Regions from separate parts of the Canis lupus genome. Here region 2 is linked to region 1. A link is a contact called in public Hi-C data. All regions are on one chromosome and are shown on one strand. Each heading gives the region's core, a stretch centred on a gene start, on an enhancer-like site or on the middle of the called end of the contact. The rest is flanking DNA. Distances are from core to core; before and after follow the strand shown. Region 1 has its middle 21 kb from the start of TNFRSF13B. Region 2 has its middle 15 kb from the start of DHRS7B.

Region 1 (2,867 bases), core at 274-2,773:
AAACAAGGGAACAAAGAAATGAGGGGATAAACGTGTGTTGGTTAAATCGCCGAGTTAGTGATGCTTTGCTGACCGTGGCCGCCCTAGGAAACCAGCCCGCTGCCCTACTTGACCTTGCAGGCCACATGCCCGGAACCCTTTCCCTGCTTCCTCCTGCACCGAGGCCCTGTCAACACCTGCCAGGAGACATAGTTTACGTATCTATCTCATGTATTGTGTGCGCCTCCTAGGTGGGCATAACCTCCAAGAATGCAGCAATATTTCATCTTTTTTTTTTTTTTATCTGTGCCGTATTCCCACAACCTAGTGTGTGGTAGGGCTCAGAAAACTGGGTCGAAATTCAGCAGCCGAATGAGTAGATACAAGCTTTTAACATTCACGACAGCCCAGAGCGTAATTTGACGGCTCCCACGTGGGCCTTGCTTGCTGCCGGTGGAGTCGGTTCCATGTTTCTCTTTTTTCCTATACAAAGCACTGAGAATATGGTCACAGTCCCTTTGGGCCAGGTCCACCAGTGCCATCTCCTCCCCAGAAGGAAGCATTCTTGTCAGTGTGGCTTGGCTGTCTGCAGGCCATTTTTTTCTGTCTTACAGACGTACAGAAGCAATGCGAAGTATCCCTAGGGCTCCTTGGGGCCGGGTTTGCAATTTCCCCAAATGGAGCCATGTGGTAACCTGCCTCTCTTCCTTCATCCCTGTGGTTTTGAGAGGCCCCTGGCGGAGACATTCACGGGCCTGGCCTACTTCGTCTTCCTCCGTTTCCCTGTTGACAGGCAGGGTCAGGGCAGGAAACAGATGACCCACTCTCTCAGTGAAAGGAGTCTTCAGGAAGATCTGGGCCTGGCTATGGAAAACATCACACCCAGGCATTGTCGCCTCTGTCTGCTGCTTCGAACAGTGCCACAACAAAAGATTTGTGCCCACGTGCCAATGCTCCTCCCAAGTCCCCTGTGAGGGAACTGGCTGACTGGGCCATTGTCAGTCCCCTCAAAGCTGGTTTTCCAGAAGGTGAAAGATGACTATTCTGATCTATGACTGTATGCATCCAAAGAATTTGTTCTGAGTCACCTCCTCCTGGAGGCCCTCCATCCTCCCAAGGACTGCCTGGGGGCTTTTTTACACAGCGATGTCCCCTACAGCTTGGTCCACATGGCCCTGTTGAACAGATTGCCATTCACAGAATGACGTAGGGCAAGGGATCCCGGGTCCAGCCTCGGGCCTATTCCTAGTCAGCTTGAATTTGTCCTCGCCTCTTCCTCTGACAGGGTCAGCGACAGCTCAGTTGTAGGTTGGAGCCTCACCTTGCCAGGCCCACAGGGAGAACCGGGGGGACGGGGGGGGTGTCGGGAAGCTGGGTCTGCTCTGGGCCCTGGGGAGCGCCTGGCAGTTCTTCTCTGCAGAAAGAACAAAAGTGCCCGCCTTTCTCTCACTTCCTTTTTGGGGCCTGGGAGGGTAGGCCTGTGAGTGGCCAGCTGCTATTTATGGGCCTTGGCTGCTCTGTGTGAAACCCCAGTCCCTCCCGAGAGGAAAGAGTGGAGGAAGGAGGGGGGTGCCAGGTGACTTTGCCCTCGGTCTGCGGTGCATTGGGCCCAGGTGTGGCGGTTACAGTCTCGAGTAAAACCTGCAGGAGGTCAGGATGGTTCTGGCTTGGCAGGTTTCCTAGCAGAGAAGCCCTACGCAGGCTGTATTTATAGAAGCTCAGAATGGAGGGGGCTGCTGGTTGGAGGATGACATCCACGCTCCCTGATTTTGACAGCAGGGGACATCGAGGCCCAGGATGTTACATGCCAAGCCTGAGGTCACACACTGAGCTGGGGACATCAGCAGGACTAGAACCCAGTGTCTGGACTCCCTCTCCAGGAAGCGACAGGGTTGCATATTTGACAGAAATGAGATGAGTCTCCACGGCCACGGAGCATCTTCCCCTCCGTCCCTAGCCTCCTCAGGGTCCTGGGCCTCTGGTATTGTCTGGAGTCTGAGGCGGCTGGCTGAGGCTGACAGGTGTAGAGGGGGAAGGCATGCTTGGGAGGGGTGGAGAGAATCCTGTACACACCCCGGGGGTCTCAAAACCTGCATCCCCCCCACCTCCTACCCCCATTTATGATTCATGTTGGCCTTTTATGATCTTTCTTTTTGCACCATTGGGTTGCTCTTTGGCATTTGTTGTAACCCAGTTTCACTGGAATGAAAATAGCTGTGCTGTTCCTTCCTTCCTCCCTTCTCCCTCCCTTTCTTCTCTGCTTCCCCTCCTCCCTCTCTCCTTCTCTACTTTCATCTACTTGTTGAGCATGTAGTATGTCCTGGACACCATTCCAGACATGGTCAGGGCTGTCCTCATTGACAAGGCACGATTTAAGCAAAGATTTGTAGGAAGTGATGGGTTATCCAAGCAGCTATCTGGGCAAAGAGCATTCCAGGCACAGAAGAGCAAGTGCAAAGGCCCTGAGGCAAAACTGTGATTGACATGCATGAAGCCCAGAGAAGTCCCCTGTTTGAGGTGCTGTAGTATGGGGAGAGCACCAGACAGCTGAGAGAGAGAGAGAAAGAGAGAGAGAGAAAGGCCTAGGTTCAGTGACCTGAGTCTGTTCGAAAGATTCAGGCTGTCACTCAGAGTAAGCTGGGAGCCAGCAGAGGGCTCTGAGAGAGGAGCTCTAAGCTCCTCCTGGGCTCAACAGGTCCCACCAGTCCTGGATGGGGGTCAAACTGAGGAGGGGTGTGGACAGAAGGAGGGAGGCAGGTGAAGAGACTACCTGGCTAGTCCAAGTGAGTGATTAAGGTGGCTCAAACTAGGGGGGCGCAGGGAGGAGGTGAGAAGTGGTCATCTGAGAATCATTCTGAAGGTGTCACCTGCATGATGTGCTGGTGGGT
Region 2 (2,867 bases), core at 268-2,767, 160 kb after region 1:
TGTCCAAAATAGCCAAACTGTGGAAGGAGCCTCAGTGTCCATCGACAGATGAATGGATAAAGAAGATGTGGTCTATGTATACAACGGAATGTTACTGAGCCATTAGAAACGACAAATACCCACCATTTGCTTCAACGTGGATAGAACTGAAGGGTATTATGCTGAGTAAGTCAATTGGAGAAGGACAAACATTCTATGCTCATTCCTTCGGGGAATATAAAAAACAGTAAAAGTGAATAAAGGGGAAAGGAGAGAAAATGAGTGGGAAATATAGAGAAGGTGACAGATCATCAGACTCCTAACTCTGGGAAACGAAGAAGGGGTGGTGGAAAGGGAGGTGGGCAGGGAGTTGGGGTGACTGGGTGATGAGCACTGAGGAGGGCACTTGATGGGATGAGCACTGGGTGTAATTCTATATGTTGGCAAATCAAACTCCAATAAAAAAATATCCAAAAATAAATAGAAGGGGACCTTACCTAAAACAACGAATTCCTGCTAATGGTTTCCTGTTTTCTGCTCCCTCTCTACTTAAAAAACCCTTTCTATTCTGTAGCCCTTTGACATTCCCCTGGACTTGCTAGTTGGGATGCTGCCTAATTCATGACTCAATCATAAAGCCAATTAAATCGTTAAATCGTACTTAGCTGGGGCCTGGGATCGAGTCCCACATTAGGCTCCCTGCATGGAGCCTGCTTCTCCCTCGGCCTGTATCTCTGCCTCTCTCCCTCTCTCGCTTATGAATCAATAAGTAAAATATTAAAAAAAAAAAAAACCTAAAATGTTAAAAAAATGTACTCAGTTGAATTATTGTTATTTAGGACATCCTTCACTTTTTTTGCAGTGTAACATACACACAGTGGTGTATATATATATATATTATATATATAGGTATTATATATATATATTATATATTATATATATAATAAAGTGCACTAATCTTAAGTGCACAACGTGAAGAATGTTTACATATGTATACATCTACGCAATCATTCCCAGATCAACATGTAGACTAATTCCTGTACCACAAGGCTTTCTCATGCCCCTTTCCTCCTCGCAATCCGGGCCCCAGGAGCCACTGTTTTGGCCTCTGCCACTTCCATCGCCTGTTCCTAGACTTCATGAGATGCCACTCATATTCGTGTGTTCGTGAAAGATCACGCATCACTATGTCTGTGATACTCATCCGAATTGCCTCTAGCTGCAGCTAATTATTTTCCCTTGCTTTGTTAACAATGCCTCTATGATGATGCTCCAATATATCTGTTGATGAACGTTTGGGGTCATTTCTGCGTTTTGGCGATTACGAATAAAGCAGCCGTGCACATTTCTCTTGGCAATGCACCCAGCAGTGGAATCACTGCGTGGCAGGGTGGCGTACACCTTCACTTACTCAGTTCTGCTGCCTTTCCCGCAGGCAATCCCCGGCCTAACACCCCGGGACCACGAGCTACTTCTGAAGGCAAGGACCCCTCGGCATCACGGGGGACACTGCGCTCAGCGCCGGCTCCTCGGGACACGGGACTCGTCACGTCTCGGGTACTGACATCTCATTGGCTCTGTAGTCTGCAAGGCATGCTGGGGAATGTAGTCTTTTGTTGAAGCCTGCGTGACCTGATAAAAATCGGGGGACTTCCATGCCAATAGCGATCGAGAGGATCAATATTTATCCCTGTTACAATGACGAAAAGAGATTTTATAGGAAGGAAAGAGTAGGGATTGAGGGAACAGAAATTAACGCGTAACTTTGCAGTTCGGGATGCCAGAAAGTATCCGCAAATCAATGTCCACCTTTTTTTTTTTTTTTTTTTTTTTTTTTTTTTTTTTTTTTAATGTCCACCTTTTTTACGTTTCAGATTTAAAGTCGCTTCTAGTAAAAGCCCTAGAGACAGAGCCTGACTGGTCCAGATGTGACATAAACCCAAAGCTTGATGAGGACCTCTGGATTCAAAGTCCTACGGGTCTCTAGACTGCGGGGTAACTCACAAGCTGGTGGACTGACTCACGCATGCGCACACACTCCCGAAAGGGACGAAGACTGCAATTCCTTTGAGTGGATCTAGGAAGATAAACATTAGACCAGACCCAAATCAAAACCACCCATTTGTCTCCTACAATGCGTTTCCTAAAGCTGTCTGAGGCAATTTTAGAGTCGTTGATAACCGATTCCCTACAGAGCTAGCAGGTAGGAGGAGCTTCCTCCCCTGATGGGGTCAGAATTTGCATCTCCCCTCTTTCAATTTAAGGTGAAAAGGAGAAGAGCGAGTATCTCGTGGGAATCCAAATGTGACTTGTGATCCCCCAACAATTACCAGGAGGGCAGTATCCATTTCACAAGGAGCCAGTAACTTAGAGGAGAGAAAGTCAGAATTTACATGAATTCCAGGCAGCAAGCGTTTTCTTATCTCTCAATTAAGACGTTTGCCACCATTTGCCTACATTCAATAATAGGCTAGTTGACATTTGGACCCCATATACTCTACAACCTCAAAATAACTATACTTACTACCCAGATTCACTTTATAGATAAGTACCCCTATGACTTCAAGCATCAGTACCTAAATTTCAAGGGGGAAATTAAGTATTCATAAGCACATATTAAGGTAAGATGCTTTAAAGTTTAATATCCAGAACTTGCCTCGACAAAAGATTAATAGGGATGGGGAGAAGGAGGGATAAATAAGCAGAGCACAGAGGATTTTTAGGGCAGTGAAAATACTTTGTATGATATTATGGTGATAGATATATGTCACTGTAGTTTTGTTCAAACCCATAGAATGTACAACACCAAGAGTGAACTCTATTCTAGACCATGGACTTGGGTGGTTAGGAGGTGTTGGTGTAGAGTCATCCTTGGTTAAAAAAAAAAA

The links. A called contact is a pair of places that touch in the nucleus more often than the background predicts.
Region 2: a Hi-C map of skin fibroblasts shows a contact between it and region 1, with 2.6 times the contacts expected there. The contact joins two enhancer-like sites. A contact is called at or near these places in 2 of 9 Hi-C or Micro-C datasets (blood and skin fibroblasts).

What each region holds. Positions count from the first base shown.
Region 1 is chr5:42,640,813-42,643,679 of UU_Cfam_GSD_1.0, forward strand. No RefSeq gene overlaps it. Among named protein-coding and RNA genes, the nearest start is that of TNFRSF13B, 21 kb to the right of the region's middle. Within about 2 kb of position 1,524, at least 4 of the 20 cell types and tissues checked have an H3K27ac peak or open chromatin away from gene starts, as enhancers often do. A contact at or near this core is called in blood, where this site is marked.
Region 2 is chr5:42,800,349-42,803,215 of UU_Cfam_GSD_1.0, forward strand. No RefSeq gene overlaps it. Among named protein-coding and RNA genes, the nearest start is that of DHRS7B, 15 kb to the right of the region's middle. Within about 2 kb of position 1,518, at least 15 of the 20 cell types and tissues checked have an H3K27ac peak or open chromatin away from gene starts, as enhancers often do. A contact at or near this core is called in blood, where this site is marked.